4 separate regions of the Mus musculus genome follow, and all the other regions are linked to region 3. A link is a contact called in public Hi-C and promoter capture Hi-C data. All regions are on one chromosome and are shown on one strand. The core of a region is the stretch at or near the end of the contact, and the rest is flanking DNA. Distances in the headings are between cores, read along the strand shown. Region 1 holds the start of 2700081O15Rik (RIKEN cDNA 2700081O15 gene). Region 2 has its middle 97 kb from the start of Gm32245. Region 3 holds the start of Fermt3 (fermitin family member 3). Region 4 has its middle 9.0 kb from the start of Gm32245.

What was found. Promoter capture Hi-C pulls out the DNA fragments that hold promoters and counts their contacts. Hi-C and Micro-C count contacts between places; a contact is called where the count stands out from the background.
Region 1: a contact with region 3 is called in a promoter capture Hi-C map of second pharyngeal arch cranial neural crest. A contact is called at or near these places in 11 of 39 promoter capture datasets (the 3T3-L1 cell line, cranial neural crest, embryonic stem cells and 6 more), 1 of 484 Hi-C or Micro-C datasets (B cells) and 2 of 130 datasets of targeted methods (craniofacial prominence and embryonic forebrain).
Region 2: a Hi-C map of cerebellum shows a contact between it and region 3, with 4 times the contacts expected there. A contact is called at or near these places in 10 of 39 promoter capture datasets (the 3T3-L1 cell line, the C10 cell line, cranial neural crest and 5 more), 12 of 484 Hi-C or Micro-C datasets (B cells, CD4 T cells, the HL-1 cell line and 9 more) and 5 of 130 datasets of targeted methods (the HPC-7 cell line, embryonic stem cells, large pre-B cells and 1 more).
Region 4: a contact with region 3 is called in a promoter capture Hi-C map of pre-B cells. A contact is called at or near these places in 5 of 39 promoter capture datasets (cranial neural crest, embryonic stem cells, frontonasal cranial neural crest and 2 more) and 1 of 484 Hi-C or Micro-C datasets (the N1E-115 cell line).

The regions. Positions count from the first base shown.
Region 1 is chr19:7,416,323-7,419,022 of GRCm38.p6, forward strand. 2700081O15Rik (RIKEN cDNA 2700081O15 gene) reads left to right here and starts at 1,303. Exons shown (of 5, transcript NM_175381.6): 1 at 1,303-1,595. The coding sequence starts at 1,457.
Region 2 is chr19:6,662,461-6,665,160 of GRCm38.p6, forward strand. No RefSeq gene overlaps it. Among named protein-coding and RNA genes, the nearest start is that of Gm32245, 97 kb to the left of the region's middle.
Region 3 is chr19:7,018,191-7,020,890 of GRCm38.p6, forward strand. Fermt3 (fermitin family member 3) reads right to left here and starts at 1,279. Exons shown (of 15, transcript NM_153795.2): 1 at 1,088-1,279; 2 at 476-649. The coding sequence starts at 635. It overlaps Stip1 (stress-induced phosphoprotein 1), which reads right to left. Exons shown (of 14, transcript NM_016737.2): 14 at 2,506-2,700.
Region 4 is chr19:6,556,742-6,559,441 of GRCm38.p6, forward strand. No RefSeq gene overlaps it. Among named protein-coding and RNA genes, the nearest start is that of Gm32245, 9.0 kb to the right of the region's middle.

The sequences.
Region 1 (2,700 bases), core at 53-2,552, 400 kb after region 3:
GAAACTGTTTCCTTTTTATAAACTGAGGATGTCTAAGTTACCCGCATTAGTAGCAATCTTGTTCACTGCTGCATGTCCAGAGTGTCAGCTCTTGTAGCACATAGTAGGTGTTAAGTGTGAGAATGACTCCATGAATGGTGCCTTCTTTGACTGTGGTGTGCCTCCCCGACAGGGAGGGAATAAAACCCACTTCTAGACCCTCATGGTCTCTGGCATCCTGTAATTTGGATCTCCAGGCCTCTGCTTTGTTGTGGACGACTAACCAAAGGCTAAGGGAGGACCTGTTTCTCCAGCTGGCCCTGGCAGGACCCCAGGTTGCCTCGACCCTACAACCTTTCGAGGTTCCTTCTCCAGGCTTACCGGGAGCCTGAGACCTGAAGGTGTCCCTCGGCCGAAGCCAGAATTCGCCCCAGGGTTTTCCAGCCTAGGGATGCGAATCTCCAGCTGCCCATCACCAGGATCCCAGTCCCTTCTTTGCACCTTCGTCCTGTGCAGGAGCCCGGGGCTGAGCGGAGTGCCTCACCCGGTACCTATAGGCCTGCGGGGGCAGGAGCCTGAATCACCGCCGCAGTCTCCCTCTCTTTCCGGCTTCCAGCCCAGGGCCACCTCTGTTTCGGAACGCCGGCTGGCCAGGCGCAGCGTGCTAGCTCTCTTACACTCCTCTGCGCGCCCCTCTTCCCGGCTTGCGCTTTCGCGGCCGCCGCCCTCACTCTGGCCGGCTCCAGGGAAACCTCGCCCCGCCGCCCCTCCCCGGTAGAAGCCAGAGCTGCCAGCGCTAGCCCCAGGCTCCCGCGGGAGGGGGCGCGGCAGCCCCCACGGCTCCACCCTCTCCGCGGGGCCGCGGCCATCTGGGGCCCCTGCCAGGCGCGTCTGCTTGGGGCCCGCGCCCAGCTCCTGCGGGAGGACGAGGCACCCCGGAGAGGGGAACGGTGCCGCCGCACCGGGCGGTCCCCTGCTAGCGGGCTGCGGAGAGCCGCGCTCGGAGATGCCCCGAGGGGGCGGTGGCTGAAGCGCGTCGCAGCGGACTGGACACGGGCGCCCCTGGTCACCTCGGCGACTCTTTACCAGCCGGAGCTGCAGCTGCGGACGCGGCAGGGCGGACCCACGAGGGCGCTGAGGACCGTGCTCCCCGCGTCCGTAACAAGCGCCCGTTGCGGACTTGCCACCTCCCGCTTTCCCCGCACCAGCCCCCCGCGAGCTGGCAGGAGGAAATTGCGCGCGGCCCCTTTAAATTTACCCAGGAGCCCTTAAAGGAGCCCCAGGGGCCCCAGACAGGAATCCCCACCCCGGTCCAGCCCGCGCTGCCGAGCGAGCAGTCAGCCGTCCGTGCGGCCGGCCGCCCGTGAATGCGCCCCGCGCCCGGGGGCCCCGCGCACCGAGCGCCCCGCGTGCGCCGCCGCTGGCTCCGCGGCCCCGCGCCCCGCCGCCCCGGGGCCCCCGCTCCGCAGCGCAGCGCATGGAGCCCGGCGGGGACCACCGGAGCCGGAGCGGCGGCGGCAGGGGCGGCCCCGGGCCCGCAGTGACCTCGGCACGGGGCCGACGGCTGCCGCCCACCGCAGCGAGCGGCGGCACGGAGCCCGAGGAGGACGACGGCGGTAAGATCTGGGGCCGACGACCGGGGGTGGGGGGCCCCGGCGTGGGGGAGGGGAGGGCTGCGGCTCCGGGCCCCTCTCGGCCGCCGAACAAAGCGGGGGACGAGCGCAGGGCGGCTCGGGGCGCCACCTGGTGGGCGCAGAGAGCAGCTACAAGGCCCGCGGGGCGCTCCCTGCCCGTGGCGGGGTCTGCCCGCCGGGCTGGGGCGGATCCCTGCTCCTTAAAGGGCCCCGCGTTGCTCGTTTTTTGGGGGGGGGGGCAGCGACGTGGGAGTCGAGGTGCTGGAACTTGCGGCTCCCGCCCTTTCTCTTTCACACTCCCAGGTGGTCTGTCTTTTAAAGGCTTCCCAGTCCCTCTGTCCCTTTCTGAGGCTTTCCCCAGAGTAGCATAGCTCGGGATTCCGCTGTTCTCGGTTATGCCATCCCTTTCTGCGTGGCCTTGCTGGAGACGTGAACTCTTCCCTTCACGGTTACGCTACGAGAAACAAAGCGCAGCCTGCGTCCTGGGGGCCCCCGTCTGTCATACCCCACGTCGGGAAGGTCTTAGTGAGGGATGGGTTCGCACACGAAGGTGGATGCCCCACCCGTGCGTTGTCGCGTTTCAGAATCGATTTTGGCCCCAGTTTGTCAGCTGTACCAAGACCTGCCGGCCCTAGTTGGCCCTTAAAACCAACTGCTTTTTTTTGTCTCCCTTCTGTAAGGTTCATTGCCTTTAGATCAGCGGAGGTTCCATCCGTACTAGGGAGAGTGCTCTCTACTCTTTGAGCTCCTCTCCCTATAAGCCCCCGCCCCCCACCCCCCCTTTTTATTTTTTTGAAAAAAATCTCAGCTCCTCCTTTTTCTTTCTTTCTTTCTTTTATTTTTTTCTTCTTTCTGCTCTTAAAGGGCCAGTCTGCCTTAGATTTAACAGTGGTCCTGCACTGGAAAGATGCTTAGTAGGATGCTAGCTATTCAGTCAGTGCATTTGCAGACAAAGGCGTATAGGCCCAGAGAGCGGATGTGACTGACCTACCAAAGGTCACTGGGCAAGGCACCAGTGAAGCCAGATCTTGAATCTAATGTTTTTTCTATACCTCTACCTTAAAAAAAAGTAATGGAAGACAAACAA
Region 2 (2,700 bases), core at 56-2,555, 360 kb before region 3:
GGTCAGGGAAGGGAGGGGCTCAATAAACACTGTGGATTATCTCTCTCAGAATGAGTGTTGAAGTTTAATCCCCATTATGAGAGATTAAGAGATACAGGGCTCTCCCTCCCAAGTGGATTAATCCACTCCTGTGATTAATGGATTGATGAGTTAGTTATCTCCAGAGTGGCCCTGTTATAGAAGCCAGCTGGCCAGATCTCAGGAGAGCCCTGCTTCTTGCCATGTGATGCCCTGTGCAACCTTGGGATTCTGCCAACAAGAACATCATAGATGCTGCCCCTTGACCTTGGACCAGACCCATGAGCCAAAATTAACCTCCTTTCTTGATTGCTTACCCAGCCCGTGGGTTTGTGTTATCAGCAACAGAAAAAGACTAAGACAGAAGGAATGTGACCTTAGAGCTAAGTCCAGCCCTGGACAGATCCAGGGAGGCTTGGGGACATCAGTTGTACACGAGACTTCTCCAGATCTGAGGGAGGGTCCAGCTTCCTGGCCATTGCATTAGTTAGCCATTGACTGTGGGCTATATCCAGAGCCTGCCAGACATGGCCCTCCGTGGAGGGCCCTTCACCACAGAAGGGAGATCTGGTTGGGATGCCAGGAGAAACTGCCAGACAGAGCACGTATGTCCCAGAGCGCAGCCGTCTCCTCTGCTGCCTCAGGCTTATCCACTGATCAATCACCATTCCACTGTCTCTGGTGCGTGTCAGTCACCCATCCAACATGTCCCCAAGTAACAGGGGACACAAATCAAGTTCTGAGAGATGCCTCACTGTGATGACACCCTTCTGGCTTCCTGGAGGGGAAAACAAAAAACAAAAACCTTCCCCATCCCAGCCTACCTCTGGGGTGCCACCCTGACAATCCAGGGGGGTCATCTAGGAGCCGAATGGCCGAATGGGTTCGAAGCCACAGTGTTTCCTTAAAGCCTCCACTAATAAGAAGCAGGTTCCCCTGCGACCCGAGCATGAGCTGCATTTGAGCCCTGAGCTGCACCTCTCCCTCCTACCCACATTTATTCTCCAAGCACTGCTCCTGCCCCCACCCCCAGGCAGTGGTGCTACACTGGGAGCCAGGAACCAAGTGGTCGAGAGCGCCATCTGGTGGGTGAGAGGGCAAGTCACTAGAAGGGACGGGAGAGCCAGGATTGCGATCCATCTATCCCCATGCCTTATCGCAGAGAAGGCTAGGCAAGGAGCTAGGCTGCAACGGAATTAAAGGAAAAAGAGGAAAGGGAAGAGGGGCCAAGGAGCTTCCCCGGGGATGCCTGGACACCTGTTCCAGATGCCTCTGCCTGCCACTCGAGGGAATGGCAAATCACCCAGGACACACCCAGGTCACGCCGAGGTCAGTCTCTGCCCTTTCTCTCTCTTCTGGAGCATTTAAATCCGGTTTTTGTTGGTTGGTTGGTTGACTTGTTCTGAGGCAAGGTTTTATTTAGCCATGGCTTGCCTTGAACTCCTGATCCTTCAGCCCCATTCCTAGCCCCCACCCCCCACCCCCACCCCAAGTTCTGGGACCACAGGCATGTGCCACCATACATGGCTAAGGGGTCATGTAAAAATCCATTTGCAGGCTCATAAGATGATTCAAAGTGCCACAGAGACTGATAACCAGTGAATTCAATCCTGGGGTTCCTGCAAGCTGTCCTCTGACCACCACCACACATATGCACTGTGGCATGAGCAGGCACGCATACAGATACACATACACCAGATAAATATACACTTATTTTTCTAAATTCTGTCTGTTTATTTACAAGAAAACTGGTAAAAAGGTTTTCAGAAAAGGAGCCACGGTCATCTTCACCATCAGCAGCAGTATCCCCTTTGAGAAGGTTCCAGCTAGTGGGGTGTCTATGTAACCTCTCAGCCCTTTAGGGATCCCAGAGTCTGCTAAGCTGGCTAGAGGGTGGACGTCCGAGCTCTGACCTTCCCCTGTGCAGACACATCTGTGGGGCAGAATGGAGGCACTACACGGCTGGAGATGACACATGCCCTGGGCTCTTGCCCTCTGGTTCTGAGAAGGTGAGAGGAAGTGGCTCCATCTGCCCAGGAACACTTGTTAAAGGCGTACAAAGAGACCACCAAGTCTTTCACTTCTCAATTTATACACTTCTCCAAAAGCGTGGTGGTATCTAGAGCTAGCGGGGCTTTGGGGTTTGATCTCATTTTTTTGTATTTTTCAAGTTAAAATGCAGTTGGGAGCCCCAGGCATTGTGTGCCTTGGGACAGAAGAACATGTCATCCCCTGTGAAGAGCAAGCTCGATCAAGCCTGCACTGGGGGGTCTGCACACAGCGCTGTGTGGGCGCCACGGATCCCTGAGTGTCTTGCCATCCTTGCCTTTCTCACTCCCATGGCTCAGCGGAGGACCTGCCACAGAGGCAGTCACAACCAGCAACCTAAAACAGGTGCTGTCTGGCCCTCCACAGAAAAGGTTGGTCACTGGGCCAATAAGATGGCTCAGCTGGTAAGGGCACCTGCTTCGAAGCCTGATGACCTGAGTTTGGTTCCAGGGACCCACCTGGTAGAGAGGATGATTCTGCAGGCAGTCTTCTCCGAACACCTCACACGTGCTGTGGTGTGTACTACACAAGCACGTGAACACAACCAAAAGAAATAAATGTTAAAAAAATAAAAGGAAAAAAAAAGAAAAGTTGGTGACACCTTAAAAATTACAACTACACAATTACATGGAA
Region 3 (2,700 bases), core at 29-2,528:
CCATCCTCCCAGGAAGTGATAACTCTCATTCTCTGCTGGTAAAGTTGATGAGAAGCCTCATGGGGCCTTCTGGGTGACTGATATCGCCCTAGCCTACTCTGCCGTAACTTCCTGTGGGGGCAGGGCCTCTCACCCACTGTCAGCAGCCTGCCAAGTGGTTTGCTGGGGAGGAAATTTAGGAGAGTAGGTGCCAGGTCCCCAGGAACCTCCTAGCCATCCCTCAGGAACATAATAAGCCTCGGCACAGGCAAGACACACAGGGGACCATGTTGTCTGTCTCTTGGAGACTAGACAGAACCAGTAGGAGCTGGAGGAAGTATGGAGAGGGGAAGTTGAAGAAATACCTTCTTTGGAACCAAATAATTAAAGACTGTTGCCTGAGTCACTGTGACAAGGTTATGAGTAGAGGCGAGAATGGCCTAGAAAAGCCAGGGAGAGCTGTCATGACTGGATACATAGGGTCACGGGGACTCACTGATTTCCTCCACGATCTTCAGAAGTACCCCACCAATGTGCGACTCCCCCGTGACTCGGAGTGTGACAGACTGGGCCTCAGGGTCCTCCTCGCCCACAAACACCCTCAGCTCCCAGGAAGAGTCGATATAGTCCCCGGAGGCTGTCTTCATACCCGCCATGGCTGCGGCTGTTTCTGCTGAGACAAGGTGAGTAGACAGTGGGCTGCCTAGAAATAAGCAGGAGTCCTAGGGTACCCTGGGTAGGTGGGTAGGCTTTGGGGACACTGGTACAGAGAGCTACTGTGATCCAGTCAATATAAAACCCTCTTACTATCCTAAGTGTTTGGGCTGAAGAGACAGTTCCTTAGAGTCCACGTTGTCCTGCCAATTCAGGTTTCACAGGTGGGGACACCAAGGCCCAATACTCATTGTAAAGTACCCTGCTAGGTACCAGAACAGGTCAACTCTCCTACTCACAGTTCTGCCAGGCCCACCTATCTCAGAAACAAGTCCTGGCCCACAGCTCACAGCCAGTACTCTAACCCAAGCCTCTAGGGTGGTGGCAAGTGTGGCTGCTCTGCACAGAATGGCGGAGCAGGGGACAAGTGAGTCCTCCTGGGTCTTTCACTTACCTAGCCTGCAACGGGCTGCAGCTGCAGGTGGCAGTGGGACACCTGTTACCCTGGTCTGGCCTGGTCCTGCTCAGTTGCTTCCTTCAGAGGTCAGCCTGTAGTGGCCTTATCATGAAAGTTGTACTAGTCCCTCCCCAGGGCGGGCTGTTGCTGGGTACAGGAAGCACACTGCCAGCACGCAGAGGGCTCCACGGGGCCCTTGCTTTTGTTACCACAGGAAATGAGGGAAGAACAGTGCTGGGGTGACACCACAAAGTTCTCTTTACCCCACCCCCAGGCATCTACTGGTTGCACCTCCAGCCTGCTTTTTTCTTTTATTATTATTTTTTGTTGTTGTTCAAGACAGGGTTTCTCTGTATAGCCCTGGCTGTCTTGGAACTCACTCTGTAGACAAGGCTGGCCTCGAACTCAGAAATCCACCTGGCCCTGGTGGTGCTGGGTGCGCCACCACTGCCCGGCTCCAGCCTGCTCTTAGTGGGACTGTCTACAGTCAGCAGTGAAGTCCTTCCCACCTTTAAACAGGACTTGTTTCCAAACCTACCAGCCTTAAATCTGTCCAGTGACATGCTAGAGCCTCTCTGCCTCATAAAACCTCAATGTGATTTCCTCCAGGACCCTTTATCCCGTCTCTTTAGAGGGTTCTGGTGGTCCAACAGCCTCATGTCCATGCCAGGCACTGGGATGCAAATTGCTCTAAGGAACTGAGCAGGAACGTAGACTTTTCAGGGCAGCAGCCTACCATTAATGGACGTGGTTTTTTCTTTTTTCAGAAAGGGTTTCTGTGTAGCCTTGGCTGTCCCAGAACTCACTCTGCAGACCAGGCTGGCCTTGAACTCAGAGATCTGCCTGCTCTGCCCCAAGTGCTGGGATTAAGGGTATGTGCCAACCTCTCCTCCCAAGGTAAGGCTTTTTAAGTGTGACTAGGAGAGGCTGCTCTGAGGAGTCCTGGGGTTGGGACAGGAAGCTAGTTTAGGCTAACGTAAGACATAGTACAGCCTGGTGCTGGACTCAGCATCTTGCTAGCCCAGGAAGCAGTCTTTTGGGAGCAAATGAGGAAGTTCAGTGTTGGTCACAGTGTGGGAGGAAGATAGTGGTGTGGAGCTCAGGATTGGAGCAGCAGGAGCTGTTGTCAGTATTAGTCTCAGGCCTGCTTTCTGACCCACCTTGAGTCTAGGTTAGGTTCTAGTGTTGACCTAGCAGGTTCACTCTAAGACTGCACTGCACAGAACATCAACCCAAAGCTGATCAGAATGCAGGTAGGTCATCAGTTGTTGAGCGACACTTCCACCTAGTGGCCACCCTGACAAAGCAAACAGCTCACTCTTCAGCGACCTTTCTTTCAAGGCCATCAAGAAAAGGCTTTGTGTTGGCTTCCAATTCAGCACTACTGTGTCTTAAGAGAAGAAAGTCACTGGAGACCGTAGCAACATATAACCACGCCTGACTGGCTTCTTTATTGAGGAGGGACGTGGGTAAGAACAGGTGAAGACAGCTGGGACCCTAGGTTGGGAAGAACACCCTCCCCTCCCCGTATGCACCCACTGCCCCAAATAAAAAATAACCAACTATGGGGGAGCAGCCGAGACAGTGACGGGGAGGCTAGGACTGGGCAG
Region 4 (2,700 bases), core at 135-2,634, 460 kb before region 3:
GGGGGGCATGTGTGTCACATGCACATGTGGTCAGGGGACAGCTTTGTGAGGTCTGTTCTCTCCTTCCACCTTTACATAGGCATGTCCCTATTTCTGAACTCTGCAGGACAAATATTTTCAGAATTGGGGACTGAACCCTGGAGCACAGGCACATGAAATAAGTACTCTATCACTGAGCCATAGTCTAATCCTGTTTTTCTTTTTGCAGAATTTCCGAGCTAATTCAGTCCTTTGTGTTTTCATGTAAACATTAGCACTCGCTTGTCAGGGCTTTGTTGGTGTATTTGAGACAGGATCTCATGCGGCTTACTCTGGAAATTGTTGTGTAGCCAGCGATAACTTTGCACACCCCCCCCATCTTCACACCCCTCTTCTACATCCTGAAATTATCAGTGTGTCTCCACTCCTGGCTGTGTTTGGCCATTTATACAAAGGAGAATGTTGACGTGGTGGTTACACTAAATCCATCAACTGAACTGTAGAGAATTGGCATTTTAATAATATCGAGTTTCCTATCCCTGAATTCAGGCCAGCGCACATCATCTGGCCTTTGTTTCTTCCTGGGCTCATGCACTGGCCCCTCCCCACAGCTCTGTCAGTCACCGCGCCCTCCTTGACTGATCTCAGTCAAGTAGTACTTTTCTCTCATATAGTTGTTAAGTGGGTTTAAAAAATGACTTATTTTTATTTTGTGTATATTGGCATTCTTCCTGCTTGTATGTTTGTGAGGGTGTCAGAGCCCCTGGAACTAGAGTTATAGACAGTTATGAGCTGCCATGTCGTTGCTGGGAATTGAACTCAGGTCCTCTGGAAGAGCAGTCAGTGCTCTTAACCACTGAGCCATCTCTCCAGCCTGTTAAGTGGGTTTTTGTATTCACATATTCACTTTCCTTAAATGACAGGTTCCCAGAAACACAGTGGGATTTCATGTGTCATCAACTCACCTTCTCCAACCTGCCAATCTCAATTATTTTATTTTGATATACTGTTTTATATGTAGCCCAGTGAGAGGGTTACTTTTGTTGTTTTTGAGACAGTTTCTCTGTGTAGCCCTGGGTGTCCTGAAACTGTAGAACAGGCTAGCCTTGAACTCACAGAGATTGCCCTGCCTCTGCCTCCCGAGTGTCAGATTAAAGTTGTCCACACTACTGCCTGGTGAGCTGGTTAGCTTAACTATCAGCTACACACAACTTAGAATCACCTGAGGGTCTTACTGAGGAGTTGTCTAGATCATCTTGGTCGGTGGACAAGTCTGTGGGGCATTGTCTTGATTTTTGATTGATGTAGGAAGACCTATCCTGAATGTGGGGACACCCTTTCATGGGCTAAACATGAACTATACAAGAGCAAAGAAAGCGAGCTGAGCAGAAGCAGGAAGTGGGAAGCAGGAAACGAGGGTGGTTTGTCCTCACTCTGCTCTTAACTGTGGATGTGGTATGACGAGCAGGCTTGAGTTCCTACCATGACTTTCCTTCAATAATGGACTCTGTGAAGGGTTCTAGCAGGCCTCAGCATGGCTAACACAGGCCTGAGAAGGGCAAATAGAGGCCTGAGAATGGCTAACACAGTCTGAGCATGGCTAACACAGGCCTGAGCATGGCTAACACAGTCTGAGAATGGCTAACACAGTCTGAGCATGGCTAACACAGTCTGAGCATGGCTAACACAGGCCTGAGCATGGCTTACCCAGTCTGAGCATGGCTAACACAGTCTGAGTGTAGCTAACACAGGCCTGAGCGTGGCTAACAGAGTCTGAGCATGGCTAACAGAGTCTGAGCATGGCTAACACAGTCTGAGTGTAGCTAACACAGGCCTGAGCATAGCTAACACAGTCTAAGTGTAGCTAACACAGGCCTCAGCATGGCTAACACAGTCTGAGCATGGCTAACACAGTCTGAGCATGGCTAACACAGTCTGAGCATGGCTAACCCAGGCCTCAGCATGGATAACCCAGGCCTCAGCATGGATAACACAGTCTGAGCATGGCTAACACAGTCTGAGCATGGCTAACACAGTCTGAGCATGGCTAACACAGTCTGAGTGTAGCTAACACAGGCCTGAGCATGGCTAACACAGTCTGAATGTAGCTAACACAGGCCTGAGCATGGCTAACACAGTCTGAGTGTAGCTAACACAGTCTGAGTGTAGCTAACACAGGCCTCAGCATGGCTAACACAGTCTGAGCATGGCTAACACAGGCCTCAGCATGTCTAACCCAGGCCTCAGCATGTCTAACCCAGGCCTCAGCATGGCTAACACAGTCTGAGCATGGCTAACACAGGCCTCAGCATGGCTAACACAGGCCTCAGCATGGCTAACACAGTCTGAGCATGGCTAACACAGTCTGAGCATGGCTAACACAGTCTGAGCATGGCTAACACAGTCTGAGCATGGCTAACCCAGGCCTCAGCATGGCTAACCCAGGCCTCAGCATGGCTAACACAGTCTGAGCATGGCTAACCCAGGCCTCAGCATGGCTAACCCAGGCCTCAGCATGGCTAACACAGGCCTCAGCATGGCTAACACAGTCTGAGCATGGCTAACCCAGGCCTCAGCATGGCTAACACAGGCCTCAGCATGGCTAAAGCAGGTGCAGACATGGCAAACGTTACAGACAGGGTCTCCCTTTTTACCCCCTTTTCTCTCCCATGTTAGAAACCATTATGCCCCTAAAGCTAGACCCAAAGAGTTATTTCCTTA